2 separate regions of the Mus musculus genome follow, and region 2 is linked to region 1. A link is a contact called in public promoter capture Hi-C data. All regions are on one chromosome and are shown on one strand. Each heading gives the region's core, a stretch centred on a gene start, on an enhancer-like site or on the middle of the called end of the contact. The rest is flanking DNA. Distances are from core to core; before and after follow the strand shown. Region 1 has its middle 180 kb from the start of Slc10a2. Region 2 holds the start of Efnb2 (ephrin B2).

The links. Promoter capture Hi-C pulls out the DNA fragments that hold promoters and counts their contacts.
Region 2: a promoter capture Hi-C map of second pharyngeal arch cranial neural crest shows a contact between it and region 1. The contact joins the promoter of Efnb2 here to the enhancer-like site in region 1. A contact is called at or near these places in 5 of 39 promoter capture datasets (cranial neural crest, frontonasal cranial neural crest, hippocampal neurons and 2 more), 10 of 484 Hi-C or Micro-C datasets (cerebellum, cerebral cortex, cortical neurons and 5 more) and 5 of 115 datasets of contacts at active chromatin or transcription factors (embryonic basal ganglia, embryonic forebrain, embryonic hindbrain and 2 more).

What each region holds. Positions count from the first base shown.
Region 1 is chr8:5,284,573-5,288,645 of GRCm38.p6, reverse strand. No RefSeq gene overlaps it. Among named protein-coding and RNA genes, the nearest start is that of Slc10a2, 180 kb to the right of the region's middle. Within about 2 kb of position 2,560, at least 18 of the 459 cell types and tissues checked have an H3K27ac peak or open chromatin away from gene starts, as enhancers often do. A contact at or near this core is called in cerebellum, embryonic limb bud and second pharyngeal arch cranial neural crest, where this site is marked.
Region 2 is chr8:8,659,291-8,663,791 of GRCm38.p6, reverse strand. Efnb2 (ephrin B2) reads left to right here and starts at 2,550. Exons shown (of 5, transcript NM_010111.6): 1 at 2,550-3,308. The coding sequence starts at 3,178.

The sequences.
Region 1 (4,073 bases), core at 1,311-3,810:
ATGGGAAGCACTTATTAGAGCATGTTACAATTAGATAAGAGAAAGTCTCATTCACCACTGTAGAAGATGCTCTCAATCATAAACTGAATGGGAAAAAAAATATTGAAAAGTGTACAACATTTGAAAAAAATTCAACAATTGCATAAAAAAGGCTGCTAACTGTGTAAAAAGATGCAGTGTAGAACATCACTGAAAATAAGATTTTTAGGAGACTGTTGTCCCACACTATGTGCAAAAGCAGACAGGAGTGAGCCAAAGGAATAGGACCTACGTTAAAGACACAATTTGAGTATGTAGTCAATTAATGCACAGGAACCGCAAAGGAAGAGGGACTGGAGGATATTTGATTAACTGAGAATCATGATAACATTTTAATAGAACAAAGCAGAATAATTCATTATCAAAACCACAAATTTCTCTATCAGTTATGAAAAGTATCAGTGCAACTCAAATCCACCAAAGTACACCAACCTTTAAGAATGGCTGAGATTCATTATGGCTCAGACATTGTTTTATCAATACATTAACATGATCTTTCCCTAATCATTTTTTAAATTATTTCCTTTTCTTAGCTACTTCTCAACAGCTTATCTTTACAGATCATGATTCCTGTTTTATATATGGTCCATGCCCTTCTTAACTGCCTTGCATTGATTTCAGAAACTCTTGGTTGGTAGATTTCCTCTATTCACATCTTCACCAGCCTCTCACCATCTTCTTCTGAGAAAAAACAAATCATCAGTTAGCCCCTCTCCACATGGAACTCATGCCTTATTCTTCAACAAAATTGCAGATGCAATTTGAAATGTCACAGGGATGTATAAATTAAGAGGACCACAGTTTGTTGAAAATTTCAAGGTGGAAGTTAAAATTGAAAAAGACAATTGGCAGAGTTCATTAAAAATTTTCCTGTTTGCCAGTGTGTTGAGGGTGACAACTTTAGTTTCACTTTTGTGGGAAAGCTGATTGTTTAGAGAGAAAGGAGCCCTAGAGAAGAGTAAGCTATGAATGAGCAATCATGGGATGTTTCAAAGTCCCATGGGACATTAGCACTATGAATAAGAGTTCAGGATGTTCTATGATACTGACCCTGGTGTGTACCAACCATAGTGCTAAGGAGGAGTGAGCACTGGTGAGCATTTCTTGTCTCAAGCAACAGACAGCTGTGTTGATCCACCCATGCCCCAGGATACAACCTGTCCCCTGTCATATAATCCTGAGATGCTTGGAATAGCTGAGGTGAAATGAACAGAAAATGCTCCTTCACTCAATTTAAAGTGATGGGTTTTAATTAAACATAATTCACACCTCAATTGATTCTATCAGCTCCTATTGCTAACAGACTTGAGGAATGTCAAGGGGGCAATTATACAGAAAGAGGGCCTGCATGTGCTTGTGACAAGAGGAGAAGGCCGCTCACTTTTGTGTGCTTTAAAAATTAAGAGGAGAGGGAAAACACAAAAGGTAAACGGTCATTCAGTTAATACAGAACTAAAGCTAGCAATTGCAATGTTTCTTTCACCTTTAAAAAAAAATCATAGATGCCCTGGATTTGTGGAAAGAAAGTTAGCTTGCATTGTAATATCATGGTTTTTTTTTTTTTTTTTGCTAGTTTTAATTATAACAAGTTATGATTTATATTGTGACATTAAAGAGGTGAATATAGATGTCTTAAAAAGACTTAAACAATACCACTAATAGAATAAGGCATGTACGTAGAATAACAGAAACTCCACTTGCTTTGACCCAGATCTCATCTGCCTTTAACTGGAAGAGGTGCTGACATCATCAATTGCTTTTACAGGTCAAGCCATTCCCCTTTTGTTTTCTATAGTTTAAGAAAAAGAATTTTTTTCAGAAAAAAAAAAAAAGATTCTTGCTAAAATGCTATTTTGGGGGTGACAGCTGCAGGAATTGATTAACATATGCTACATCAAGAACAACATCTCTTTAACTACAGCTTCATTGCCTAAGAAAGCAGAGTCAAATTTCAGAAGCTTTTAAAGCTTAAGAAATATTTATGTGATTATTGTGTCATCTGAGAAATATTAAAACTCTGAACCATTCTATTAATGGCCCCTGAGTCCTGGTGTTGATTCTCACCTCCATATTAGGCAATGTCTCAATGCCTCGAAAAGTCCTCTCTATTTATTTAGGTTTCTGTTTAAATTCCCCAATCATTCCCACAATGTCCTGGCATGAATTATCTCTTGCCTCTGGGAAACATCCTAGCATATCATCTTCTTCACACAATACTTGTATGCCAGGCATGTTGCGTACCTACACATGCACACATTTAATTTCCCCTGTTTTCTTATGCATTATATAGTCTCCAAGGTTAGGAACTGTGACTTTGAACATCACTGTATCAACTCCAATAGGCCAGTGAAGTACATCCTTCCTAGCTAGTGCTAAGTACATCTTTTAAATGAATGATGACTGCATGAAAATCCTTCCAGGCTCAGGCTTCCCTTTTAAAGCTTTGCCTTAGTGCATGAAAATCCAGGTTCTGCTGGCTCCATCTAGCCTGCGGCTACTTCTTCCCACTAAATCACAAATGAATACCATCTGCTATTCCTCTCTGCTATGTCCCTCTGGGGATTCCCCCTAGGTTAATTGGCCATTCTCTGTGCTGGCCTAGGATTTCCCTCTGTTCTTACTTCCAGGGAAACCTCAAGTGGGTCAGGAGTCTAAGATGATCCTTTCTAAGCTATATGTTCTATACCATATGCTTTTCCTCTTTAAACTCCTCTAATTATTACTTTCATTTTGGTTATCTTCATTTCTTCTGTCCTGAAGGGTTCCTTCCCCAGGTCTCTCCTGAAACTACATCCGTTGAGCCATCTACAGAACATAAGGCAAGCAGATGGTGCTGCGATTATACTGGTAATTACCCCTCGAGAATAGTTTCCTCGTTCCCAAAACAGGTAATGTGGACTAAATTAGAATGTGCACAGGAATAGCAAAATAAGCAGGGAGTCAAGCTATACCCTATATATATAACTGAGCTTTATAGAAAGGGGACCATTATCATTAGATATTGATGAAACACTATCACTATGTTTGTTATAAAGAGTGCCCAGCAGCAAAACTTAAAAAAGATTATTTTAAAGGGGAATCTTGCAGTTTCTACCCACTTCCACACTGAACTCCAATTCTTAGGATGGTTTCCAAATAACAAAATCTCAGATTTTAGGGATACACTCTCCCTAACAATGGAATTTGCCTAATGTATTGTAATTATATCCAATTCTGAATACTAACACTTTATGTTCTAAATAATATTTATTATCCATAGCTTGGGGATATAGCTTAGTTAATAGTATGCAAGCCCAGCATTCACACGGCCCTGTGTTGCATCACCACCACCACATGAACTAATATACCCCTATAATCCTAGAATTAAGAAATGAGCCAAGATCATGTTCAAGGTCACAAGGAGTTCCAGGCCAGACTGAGCTAAAAGGGATTCTATCTCAAGGACAAACATAAACAAAAGCTGGAGAGATGTCACATTAATTGAGTGCTTTCTGGCCTTCCAGAGGTCAAAGGTTTTGTTTCCCAGTATCCAAGTTCAACAGCTCACAACCACATGTAATCATACCTTCGGTGTATCAGACACCTTGTCACAGCATTAAAGGATGCCCTGATAGCATTTGGCAAACACACACAGAGAGGCACACATGCATAGACATAAACACAAAGAAATCTTTGAAATACAATTGCTATCCAAATATAAATGATTTTGACTTTTTGGCATAGTCAAATCCTGAAAACCAGGCCTAGAACATAAAAGGGCAAAGAAGAATGCCTTTTTTTTTTTTTTTAAGAAAACAAAATTCTGCCCATATCTTCAGTGGATCTATGAAACCAAATATGCTCTAATGCTTTGCTGACAGCATGACTATCTGAGTACTTTCAGGCCAAGGACAGACAGAACACTGTGCACCATCAGCAAGAATGGCAAAAGGTTACCCAGATGAACTTCATAGGCACTGTGAGGAATCGTCATTGCCCTTTGCAGTCTGCACTAACTACAGTTATCACCTATTCTTTGTATGGATGCCCCACTC
Region 2 (4,501 bases), core at 1,301-3,800, 3.4 Mb before region 1:
GGCCTTTTATAGCATGGAGCTCTCCCTTTAACCTAGGTATTGCCCTCAGTGGTTCCATTTGTAGCTTACAAGCAATGGCATTTGACTTTGCATGTTCCTATCCAAGTACGTAATCAGTTCCTAGAGCAGAGACTTTGTTTAGAGGAAGGCCAGTTACCTACTTGGATTTGCCCACCACAATACCTCACACAGGTTGTTGGGTGGGCCTCTAGACCTCTCAGTTCACATTAGGAAAAAGGCTTCATTTTCTACTACCTATGCTGGTGACAGTAAACAAATATAGTACCATTACTGCATTTGAAGCATACTGTTTTTCCATTAATACATAAAGGAAAAGGTTGAACGAGAGCCAGTTGACTGCAACCCGTTCCTAAAGAATGTGATCGCGCTTTCCCTGCAAATGAACGATTTGGAGCTGTTAGTGTGGTCAAGTTGCAGAACAGTCTGAGGACCAAACTGGTTAGCATTGGCTTAGAAGCCTGGTGTGTCGTACATTTTTGCTGGCTAATAGATTGTTCTTTGTGAAATTTCAGCTTTGCTGCCACTCTGTAAGAAATCATTTATATTTTGTAATACATTGTACTTTTAAAATTCCCAAGTCTATTGACTGAGAAGCATCCTTAGCTTTAGGAACCAGCGACTTCCTCAGATTTTGTTGTCATTTGGCATAGAGTTGTGTCCTGTTTTCAAAGCATCCAAGGATTTAGTTGTGAAACGAAGCTCTTCTCAGAGACACTGCAGCATGCTTGCTGTGGCCGTGCTTTAGGATTTCTTCTATGGTTCTCTTTTGTATTTGCCTGGGATAATGACAAATGTAATGTTAAATATAAATGGCTTGAGGTTATGTTTTAATTTCCTAAATGACTGGATAAACAGTTGAGGACCAAAATGATATGTGTGCAGTTACTGACTCCATGTCCCCTTTAGAAGTCACACAGGATTATTTTTGATTTTTTTTAAAGTATATTTACGTTGTCCCCAAAGTAAAATGCCTTGAGTGTTAGGGTATCTGGCTTACTGAAAATGGTATTTTTAGAAGCTGGGTTAAAACAAGTGCCCTTTTTTCCTCTTCTCCAGTAAAGGTCAAATAGCAGCTCCTGTCAGTTTTTTCAGTCAGGAAGTTAAACATTACTCTGTGTGTGTGTGTGTGTGTGTGTGTGTGTGTGTGTGTGTGTGTGTGTGTGTGTGTGTAACCCTTGTTTAACCTAGCGTGAATCCCATCTCCCCACCCACAATCATATTGCAGGCATAGTTAAAAATAGTAATTACAGAAAAGGGTTTCTTAAAGCTGTATTTTGGTGTGTTCAATACATTGTGTTTTGGTCTTAAACGAGTTTTTCCAAACCAATTCGTAGTTGCAGTATACACTAACTTACATTAAGGTTTTTGAAAGTCAACACTTTTTAAAGCTCGAAATTTGTTTTAAAGAAGGATGAAGGGGGCGGGGGGGGTGTTGGGAGTAGTTAGTAACTAAATCATGGGGCTTGTTTTTAAAGATATCGGTGTGGAAACTGCTTAGTTCCATTTGAAGAAGTTCTGGTATTGATGGACAGCATTGTAAGAAGAGACGTGGTTAATTTTTGCTGGGCCATGGGCTGTACATGGGACTGTGCCTTCCACCTACTTTGTTCTCTCTGATAACGGGCATCTTAAGCAAGTGGTTTTCGACTTGGGAATATCTGGATCCTTAAGATTTGATCCTGTAACCGGTAGGCTTGTTCTGAAGTACGGAGAGGCAAAAGTGGGCGCTAGTGGGCGCTGTGGATCCGTAGAAGTCACAGCCGTGGTTCAGTTTTTCAAAATCGGTCTTGGGCAAGCAACCGAGTATCACAACTGCCACTTCTCTGACTGATAGTTGTCCGGGTCACACCTAACTTCCTGGCCACTGTGGGGTCGCGGGGTGTCCCGGGAGCTAGTGAAGAAAAGTCCTCCCAGACGTTGGTAGTGGAGCTTTGGAGGCGCTGTTCTTGCGGGGAGAGGACCGGAAAGGGAGCGGGCGCACGGAGTTGGGTCTCGGGGTCGGGAAGGGCGGCAGACTGGCTCGCACTGCCGGTGGGCTGCTAAGGCTCTCAGCCTCGTGAGAGTCTGATTTGAGTTGCGTCGGACCGGGCCGGAACACTTGGTGCCAGAATCAAGTTAGAAGGCCCTCAGTTAATGGCTCAGAGGGATCCGCCAAGTACCAGGGCGCCATACGCGCGAGGGGCGGCAGGGAGCGAGCGCCACAAGGCGGAACGCTGCGTCCACCACGTCTCGCCCTATCCTAGCGAGGGCACTCGCCAGCACAGGCACTTGCCGGGCGAGGTGACCCTGCTGGTGCGAGTGGCTAAGAGGCGACCAACCCTGTGCCCGGCGCCCAGCGGGGCTCGTCCTGGGGGCGGGGCTCACCTGTCAGGGGCGCCCTACCTCTGGGTGCCCAGTGTCGGGTAGGGGGCGGCAGACTGACGGGAATGCTGCCCAATCAGCGCGCGCTCGCGGCGCGGCGAGCCAATGGGCTGCGTTTGACTGGGCGGGGCCCCGCGTTTATAGTGCTCTGACAGCGCGCCCGGCGCGCTGACTCTCCGCGGCGGGGACAGAGGCACCGGTCGGATCGCGGAGCTGCGCGCAGAGCGGGTCCTGGCGCCCTCCCCGCACACAAAGGCCCGCGCGCGTCAGACGCCTGCGGGGGTTCCAGTGCTCTCCTGACTGCTTAGTGGCCGCGAGTTGCGAGGATTCAGGAGGCGCCCTTTATCTCTGCGCTCCAGGACATGGAACCGCGCCGACGCGGCGCTCGCTTGCCCGGGCCACTGCCCGCTGTCCTGGATCTATAGTCAGGCGGCCCCTCTCGGGGAGCAGCACCCGCCGCCTCACACCGACTCGTCTCTCCGCTGCGGGCCTTTGTCCCGGCCCAGTGCCCTCGCCGCGCCCGCCCTCCGCGGCTGGCCCGGCACCCTGGAGCCGCACGGGAGCCGACTGTCCCAGCTGCGTCCGGCGCAGCGCCCCGGAGCCCCGAGTCCGCCGAGCCGCCGCGCCCCGCGCGTTCGACCCCACCCCGCGCGCTGAGGGACGCGCAGGGTGAGCGCACCTGGCCTCGGCGACCGCGGGAGCGGCGCGGCGTGTCCGCCCCGGAGGATTGGGGGTCGCTGCCCGCGGCCGGTCCCAACGCGTCCCGGAGTGCGCAGAACTGGGAGCGGCTTGGGCATGGCCATGGCCCGGTCCAGGAGGGACTCTGTGTGGAAGTACTGTTGGGGACTTTTGATGGTTTTGTGCAGAACTGCGATCTCCAGATCGATAGTTTTAGAGCCTATCTACTGGAATTCCTCGAACTCCAAGTAAGTGGTGTCCACGAGCCTTCTCTCTTCCGCGGTGCCCTCGGCCGGCGCCCGGGGTACGCTGTATGGTCCGGGCGGGAGGAGGCCTTGGACCCTGTTTCTAGAACCTGGGGCTCCTGTCCCCTATCCCCCACCCTTCCACATTTCTCTAGGTGGGGACCGGTTGATCTTGAGAGCGCGGGTTCCAAGGGTACTCTAATTAGGCTCCAACCTCAAGTGCTCTAGGAGTCCCAAAGCCCTGGCGACTTGGTGGCATGCCCGGTAAGGTGTCTGATGGCGCTACCCGGCCTCCTTTCTTTTTCGAGGACGGAGGACGTTGCCACTAACGGGGCTACAGACACACATTGGCGGGCTCCGAGAGATGCTGCGCTTGCGAGGAGCGCGGGAGCCACGGGCCGGGGCCCAGCGAGAAGGCGACAAGAACTGAGAGTCTGGGGTGGTGGAGCGTCCCTTAGAGGAAGGGAGCTGGGCCCGGGGCGTCCCTGAGCCGGGATACCTCGGCGCCTTCTTGCTAGCCCGAATGTGCGCGGGGAGCTCGATGGCTCAGCCAGAGAGCTCAGGCGGCGAGCTCTCTGCATGTCGGCCTCTCCCTTCGCGTCGGAACTGGTGGTCTAGGTCCAGTGCGGCGCGGTCCACTTAGGTGGCTTAATTTTAACGACGCCTTCAGGGCCCTACCCAGTCAACGCTGCAGCCTTTGCACTTGGGGAATCGGGAGTCAGACTTGCTTTTAGCAAAGCGCACAGTCGGGAGAAAACCAGGCCTGAGACTAACTTTCAGGTCTGGTCTCCCTGAGTGCGCTCCTTGTTTCGAAAATGCTAGCCATCCCTTGGAATACGCAGCCATGGCCCCAGTAACCGTGCCTGGGTGCTGCTTCTTACCTCATTTCCCAACCACCGCCAGAAAGTGCTGTGCGGAATTCTGGACTCAGCCCTAGGAGAGCGTGGAGACGCGGCTGGCTCCTGGTTGGAGTCAGACCTTTCAGATTAGAAGCAAAATCAATGGCCTAATTGGAGTTGAGCGTGCGGTGCACGGCTTCAGAGTAGAGGTGAACGAATTGTTTTTGAAATTACCACATAAGCAAAGAATTGTACCTACTCTCTTGAAAGTGGTAAATTTCAAATTCAGCAACATAATTGACCAAACACGTTTCCCTTCGAAAGGGCAAAAAAATCTATAGTTGTAAATGACTCAAA